Linked DNA regions of Pan troglodytes: region 2 is linked to region 1. Evidence: chromatin contacts called from public HiChIP or PLAC-seq data. All regions are on one chromosome and are shown on one strand. The core of a region is the stretch at or near the end of the contact, and the rest is flanking DNA. Distances in the headings are between cores, read along the strand shown.

Evidence for each region. HiChIP or PLAC-seq counts read pairs in DNA pulled down with a chosen protein or histone mark.
Region 2: a contact with region 1 is called in an H3K4me3 HiChIP or PLAC-seq map of stem cell-derived excitatory neurons, with 8 times the contacts expected there. The contact joins the promoter of PPP2R1B here to the promoter of SIK2 in region 1. A contact is called at or near these places in 5 of 7 Hi-C or Micro-C datasets (blood, induced pluripotent stem cells, a lymphoblastoid cell line and 1 more), 1 of 1 datasets of contacts at active chromatin or transcription factors (stem cell-derived excitatory neurons) and 1 of 1 other capture datasets (stem cell-derived neural stem cells).

What each region holds. Positions count from the first base shown.
Region 1 is chr9:113,581,681-113,585,623 of NHGRI_mPanTro3-v2.0_pri, forward strand. SIK2 (salt inducible kinase 2) reads left to right here and starts at 1,630. Exons shown (of 16, transcript XM_016921975.4): 1 at 1,630-1,935. The coding sequence starts at 1,801.
Region 2 is chr9:113,748,325-113,752,267 of NHGRI_mPanTro3-v2.0_pri, forward strand. PPP2R1B (protein phosphatase 2 scaffold subunit Abeta) reads right to left here and starts at 1,894. Exons shown (of 16, transcript NM_001280173.1): 1 at 1,776-1,894; 2 at 821-911; 3 at 330-430. The coding sequence starts at 1,889.

The sequences.
Region 1 (3,943 bases), core at 380-2,879:
TGGCTGCCAAATGATTTGCTAATTGTCATTTCTTCTAACATATATTAGTTGGCATTCCACCGTCATTTCACTTCTCCCCTCTTTATTTTTCTATTTAAAAGTTTAAAAGTAAGTATGCTCTACGATTCTTTTAAAAAATTCAATGTGTTAGAATCAATTTCTATCTTTATTTATTTATTTATTTATTTATTTACTGAGACAGAGTCTCGCTCTGTCGCCCAGGCTGGAGTGCAGTGGCACGATCTCGGCTCACTGCAACCTCTGCTTCCCTGGTTCAAGCAATTCTCCCTGCCTCAGCCTCCCGAGTAGCTGGGATTATAGGCGCCCACTACCACGCCCGGCTAATTTTTGCATTTTTAGTAGAGATGGGGTTTCACACAGGCTAGTCTTGAACTCCTGACCTCAGGTGATCCACCCGCCTCAGCCTCCCAAAGTGCTGGGATTACAGGCGTAAGCCACTAAGCCCGGCCCATTATTTATTCCTGATACTCAAACTGTCTCAGATTTGGTAAGGGGGGAGCACCTTCGAGCCATCTGCTTTCTTTTGACATATCTTCCTTGACATAGCCAAGAAATCTCCTTGCTTTAAGCAGCAGGATCTTTCAAGGGCATTTTATACTTTCCCTGTCTCTGCCCTCGAATGAGCCATCTCGCCACGGAGTCTGGCTCCTTTAGGTGGAGAATGGTATTTAGAAACCAAGATATAAAGGCATATGATACATCTCAAAATAGTGAGGTGTCACTGTCCCTGTTTCCTTGAGTCACATTTGGAAGCGTGGTGTGATTTATAATCCTACCTCGACTATTGCCTGTGTGACCTAGGCAATTCCCTTTATTCCTTGAGGTCTTCTTCGTCCTTTGGGGAAAAAAATTGGATTCGAGAAATATTTTTAAACTTTTTCAGAGTCACCAACACGTTTGGGAATCTGACAGAAGCTACGGTCCATCTCCCCAGAGACATGCTCACATAAGCAAAAACTGGCCTGTGTTTTAGGGGGTTCCAAACTCCGAAGCTCACATGAGGCTCCAAATCTCTGGATTAAGTGATCTCCAAGGTCTCTTCAGCGCTAACATTGACATTCTGTGAGTCTATAAGCGACTGCACTGCTGTCAGAATGACTCCTCGGAGACATCAAAACGTGGAGGGTTTTATTATATATAGCAACGAGAAGAGAAAAGGACACAAAGAAAGGAGCCCGTGAGCAACGCATTGCTCAGCCACAGTTCTTTGCCGGTGCCAAATTTAGGACGCGCTGTACTTGTAGGTGAGAGGTTTTGGCGGGAAGGACCCCGGGTGGGCGGAGAACGCCGGGGCGGGGAAGGAGATCGCAGGCCGCATCCAGGTCTCTGCACCCCTCCGCACGGTCCGCCAGGGCTCGCTCTTGCCCTTCGCCTGGAAGGCCGAGGAACGGAGCGGGCCGAGCAGCGACCCCGCCCCTGACAGCGGTGAGGCGGAGGGGCGAGGGGAGGGCGTCTGAGCCCGGAAGGAGCGCGCCGGCCAGGCTCGCGCCCCTCCCCGTGCGCTGTCCCCCACTCTCCAGCAGCCGACGTCGGCGGTGCTTCGGTCGCCATGGTGACCAATCCAGGCTCGGGCCCGCCCCCGCCCCCCTGCCCCGGCCCCCTGACGTCGGCGCACGTCAGCGGCGGCGCGCGCCTGGCTGGGCCCTGCGGAGCGGGAGGGAAGGAGCGAAGGAGCGAAGGAGCAAGCGGAGCGGCCGTCGCCCAAGCCAAGCCGCGCTGCCAACCCTCCCGCCCGCCCGCCCGCGCTCCTGTCCGCCGTGTCTAGCAGCGGGGCCCAGCATGGTCATGGCGGATGGCCCGAGGCACTTGCAGCGCGGGCCGGTCCGGGTGGGGTTCTACGACATCGAGGGCACGCTGGGCAAGGGCAACTTCGCTGTGGTGAAGCTGGGGCGGCACCGGATCACCAAGACGGAGGTGCGGCCCGGGGCTCGGCGGGAGCGTCCGAGGCGAGGGTTCGGGAGAGGAGCTGCTTACCGAGAGGGGCGGCCGCAGTGGTGGGACCGGGGAGACCCGAGAGGCCGCCTCACTGGCGGAGGCGAGCGGGCCTGGGACTGTGAGGACCCAGGAGGTGCAGGGGGTCGGTGAGCAGCGAAGGGATCGGGCCCGGGCACCCGGACCCGAGTGTCGTCCGACTGGAAACGCAACCAGCCGGGGCTTTGCTTTCCCCTACGCCACCCCCGGTGGCCACCCGGAATTTCGCCCAGAGCCCCCCACCCGGGCCGTGACCTGGTCTGTGGCCTCCGCTCCGGAGCCCAAGTTCCGCGTCTTCCCTGCTTTCGGCTGGGGGTGGGGTGGGAGGGGAAGTCTCGGTGTTCCCAGACTGCGCCGTGAGAGACGTCGCCGGCCCGAGGAGGGGACCGCCTGCGCTTGGGCTCCGCGGATGGGGGATCGTGCGGCCCCCGTGACCCCGGCGCCCCTCCCCTGCCCGACGAGGAAGGGCCCCATGGCTGGGAATACCCCCACGGCCACTGTCCATCTCCTCTCCTTCCTTTTGGCCCAGGGTGTCTCTGATTTGGTGTCTGGCTAGCTTGATCTCTTGCCTGGGGCATTTCCATTTAATGCCCCAGACAATAGAACTGGTTAAAATGGTCATCTCTGCATTTGCACAGTGGGTGGATTGGTCTTCTACTTGTCTAGGGTTGTCACTGTACCAGGTGTGCATTCTGGCTGTAATACGCATTCTTTAAACCATATCAGATTCTGCCTCTACTCATAAAGCCCTCAACTGCTTCCTGACGGTGAATCCTGCACCCTCTTCATTGCACATTCTAATGCACCGCACATACTCTCTCACAAGTCTCTGTTCTTACCTAACCCGCCCCCCTTCCTTCCACTGCCTCAAGCTGCTCTCCTCAGGGTCTCTATTTTAAGACGTGCAAATTAAATACCTTAGAAGAACGGTAGAAACAAAACCATTCTTTAGAATAAAACCTAGTGGTTTTGACGTACTCTACTCTGCCTTATTGTAGTTCCTCCTGGAGTTTCATCCTTTTCCTGTTTGTTTGCCCTCCAGTTTTGGTCCTATTCTGCTTTTTCCCTTGTTAGTACGAATGTACTAGAGTTTGAGTGTAGAATAAAGTAGGACTTCTTTTCAGAATGACTTATGTAAGGCGAAGGGCACTTGCAAACGTGAGTGATTTTTGGAGTTGCAGTTGTACTTAGAAGTTTTGCTTAATCCCGTTTCCAAAAGGAAGGGGTATATGTCATTCTGTCTTCTTTACTTTTTGCCTTCCCCTGCTGGTCCTGAACCAGTCCAAATCTGACTTATCTTTTAGAATCAGGACCAAGGTCAGATATTTTCTTCTCACAGATTTACCAGTTAGCAATTTAGATTGTTTGTAATGATAATGATAACTTGACTATAGTGATATTGTTAAATCTTAATCTGATCCCAGCATTTTTTAAAATGAAGAAATTGGTTCCATTCCTCTGAAGAGCCATGGCCTATGCCATGCCATTTCCCTTTAAGTTACATAAAAGAAGGCATTTTAAATGCATGTTTTATGAGTCCTTGCTTAATGACTTTCTAAAAACAAATTGTGAGTTATAGAGAGGTTCTACAAAACTTTTGAACTGTAGTATATCGTGTGGTTGAATTCCAAATCCATCAGTTCTTAATATTTTTTTCTCATCAGCTCTTACTGGGATTAGTAGCAAGATTTAATTAAGTCATCTATTATTTATCAGGTCAAATTTAGTTAATACAGTAAGAGCTGCTTAAGTGGAGTGATTGACACTTTGAGGTTGACAATTCAAATGGTGTCCGTTTTAAACTAATATATCTTAAAGAGCTAGGGGGCACTATGGAGTAATACCGTGGTTTGGCTATCAGAGTGAGATCAATGCATTCATTTGTAATTGGAACAAGCACTGGTCAGATCGTGAAAGAGGACTTAGATCCTAAATCGTGTGTGTAGTATAT
Region 2 (3,943 bases), core at 644-3,143, 170 kb after region 1:
AAGACAAAATGCTGCTAGGTGAGAATTAAGACTTCCAACATCGCGCGGGGGAACCATAAAAACAATCAAACCCTTTTTCTCCCTACATCTAAACTAATAAGTCTACAGACGCAGAAAAGGAGGACGAAGTTCTCTTATTTACAGAAAAAAAAAAAAAGGAGTTGAGTGCAAAGTGCCTACAGTACTTATTCTCTCAATGACTAACATTATGACTATCTGCCCATAAAAAGATCTGCATAAAAAATGCTGCAGTGTGTCTATCACCAAACAACGTATCATTTATACTGCAAAAGTTGTAGAAGGAGGGTAGGCAGCTTATAAATACTCACCAGCAGACAGTGGGCAAAGTCAGGACCTCCCACTAGGCCAGTGAAATTTCCCAGCTGCTCAGCAAGAGCTAATAGTACCTCATCTTCATCATAAATTGTATCTGGAAGTGACAACAACAGGACTCATCAACATGGATAGCTCTCCCACAGGTGGACACTGACACAAAACTAGGAACAGATTCACTATGCGACCAGGAAGGTGACCCAGTCAAAATCCTAACAGCATTTTCTTTCTTCTCAACCGTCTTCCTGTATCTGCTTTGCACAACGAATTAGAAATTCATACTCCCGTATCAATTACTTTCCCAATAGCTAAATGGTTGATGTTTGAATATATCTAGCCACAACTAACAATATACTCTGTTCTGTTTCTTTTGCACAAAAAACACCTGGCTCATTTTAATGTGGGTAACAAACTCTAAAAAAGTCAGTGTTGAAAGCTACTGGAAAATGGAATGTCCCTGCCTTTCTTTAAACAAAGATTCACATACCTGTAAGAAATGGCAACAATTCACTTCGGGTCCTTTCTACTCCAAGTGCTAGGGCAATTGTTGATAACTTCTTAATACTGTTGAGTCGGAGCTTCAGAAAAGAAAGTAAAAAGAAGAACAATGTAAAGAAACGGCTGAATTTAGATCAAAAGACAAAAGGTGCTAACAGGTGAAATTATGACACAGGGGTAAGAATGAAGATAACCTTTCATTTAGATTTTACTGTTAAGGAAGCTCATAAGGACTTCGAAAAAGAAGTGTAACTCGGCCTCACTAGCCGGCGGAGGATTTCCCAGGAGAAACACTCAGAAGGGACCGGAAGAGAAATGAATGAAAGACAATACAACACCTAGGAAGTAAGATAATTTTAAAAAGAGAGCACTTTGGCAGTGGTGAAGCAGGTGAAACGGTTGAATACAACACCTGTGGTTTCAAAGAAAAGTTCCCGCAGAGCGGATACAACTACTCGTCCAGGTTAATCGGCCATGCCACCCCCGCTTTCTACCCAACAAGCCGAGCCAGTTCCAAGCCGAGATGAAGGGATCCAGGGGCACTTCAAAGGGCTTCTGGGCATCCTGCGCCCCTCAGCCGCTCCAGCCCCGTCTCGGCCGGGCACCGCGCTTCTCCTGCTCCCTCGCCCACGAGACGCGGCCACCTCACGGCCCGGATGGGGCGCCCAGGCGGGAAGCGGGTTCCCCGACAACCGCCCGGGAAGGGCAAGGCTCCGGGCGGACGCCTCAGGGGGTCCGAAGCAAGGGTACTAGAGAGGTACCCGGGAGGGTCGGGGCGTGTCACCACAGCCCCTCGCGGAGCATTCCCCGCCTCCCCTTCAAGTTTCTGCTACGAGTCCGACTCATTCAGTACCCCGGCCACCCCCACCGCGACGCAGGCCTTCCCCCTTCTCTACCACGCGACCAGCCGGTCTCGCCTCGGCTCCCCGGCCTCAGTCCAGTACCTGCACGTCTTCATTGCGGAGCTCGTCGATTAAAACCGCGATCGGGTATAGCGAATCATCTCCATCTCCACCCGCTGCTCCTGGGCCGGTCCCGAGCTCTGATGCGCCCGCCATGTTCTTTCTCCTCCTGCTGCTGGTCACCGCCTCCCGCCCCGCGCCCAGGCCCCGCCCCGCGCCCAGGCCCCGCCCCGCGCCCAGGCCCCGCCCCGCGCCCAGGCCCCGCCCCGCGCCCAGGCCCCGCCCCGCGCCCAGGCAGTAGGGACCAAGGCCGCCACGCGGGTTTAGCCGAAGTTGGGGAGCCGAGTTTCTGTCCCGATGATTAAGGCTCCCTTCCGACCCCCACTGCAGGAGTTGTAGGTCTGAACTCAAGAAGACGGGTGGGCTGAGAAAGCGAATGGAACCCCTGCGTCCTTTCCCCAGCCGAAAGAAACAGGGACAGGGATTCATCCAGCTCGTTGTAGTCTGAAGGAGCCAGGAACCTACCTGAATGGTCTGCGCTGTGCCCTCTTAAGACTCAGGCGGACCAAAGAGAGTGCCCGAGGCCAGGAGGAAAAAGGCTTTAGCACCTCCCCTGACTTCTTCCTGGCCCTGAGCCACTGGATCTCCAGCCCTAATTTCTCCGCTCAGACTCAAACTTCCACAGAACCCCTCCACCTCTTCCCGCGGCTCTTTCTCCAGAATGGTATCTGGCTCCTGCTCCGTAAGACAAATAACGCGGGCGGTGAGAGAAAATGAACAGTGCTGTCCAAACTCCCCAGTCAATATTTTTTCCACGCAAGCTGTTAAAAACATGCTGCTCTCTTGTTTTTGTGTTTCTTTTCAGTTTGGTACTGGAATGGTGCCTTCTGTTGTATTTTCTTCCTCCCATTTTTTAGCTTTTTAGCATGCTAGAAGTACAACAATGAAGCAAAACTAGGACAAGCTTTAATCCTTCCAAATTGGGTGGGGTGGCTACTTTGCTTGAGCAAGAAAACCCAAACTGGCCTCCCTAGACCTCCAAGAGTCCTCAGAGGCAGCAAGGGGAAGAGGTGGAGGTCTGGGAGCTCGTTCTTACAAACCTGAATGGAAAGTTTTCACTTACCCTTGTCAGGGTAGCACAGAATAATTAGAATGTTTTGTTTGTTTTAGACTGGAATTTAAGCAGCTTGGAGTGATAACTACATATGGTGATCACAAGCTCCGAAATGGTAATTCTATGTGCCTGATTAATAAAACTATAAATGCAGTGTAGGAGACAAACTTCTTTAAAACATGGGATTCTGAGGCCGAGGCGGGCGGATCACTTGAGTCCAGGAGTTCGAGACCAGCCTGGCCAACTTGGTGAAACCCTGTCTCCACTAAAAAATACAAAAATTAGCTGGGCTGGTGACGGGAGCCTGTAGTCCCAGCTACTCGGGAGGCTGACATGAGAATCGCTTGAGCCCGGGAGGCAGAGGTTGCAGTGAGCCAGGATCGCACCACTGTACTCCAATCTGGGCGGCAGAGTGAGACCCCGTCTCTAAAATAAATAAATAAATAAATAAATAGGGTTCTTGGAAGTAAGCACAATAGAGCCTTTGAATGAATGAATGAATGAATGAATAAATAAATAAATAAATAAATAAATAAATAAATAAATGGGGTTCTTGGAAGTAAGCACAGTAGCTAGAGCCTTTGATAGTAATGAAAGTTTGGGAACCAGCAGACCTGAACAGTTTTTCTCAAATTATGTCTGCGAATGTATTCTCTAGGGTTTTAATTTTATTTTCATTTTCATATTTTTTAGATTTGTATAAGCATATTCTGAATTATTTGGGTGACCACCTTACAACCCAGTATTGCCACACAATTTCAGCACCCACATTTACATGTGTGTTTTAGTGCTGCTTTTATTGTTCTGGGATAATGAGAAAAGAACAGAGGTGGTTTTAAAATGACAATGATACTTTCATGCACAAAATGAAAGCCAAATGCATCATGAGATTGCACTATTTGGTAGTTGTAACAGAGAAAAATGGTGAGAAAATTAAGATATCAGGAGTCACTTGGTGGCATAGGCATGTTGAACACAAAAGAAGCTGAGCTATAGCAGGCAACACCATAGTAACAATACGACGGATGACAGTTTTAGCAAAATACATCATTTGTCACGTTAAATTACTATAATATTTTTAATTGAATAGTATTCA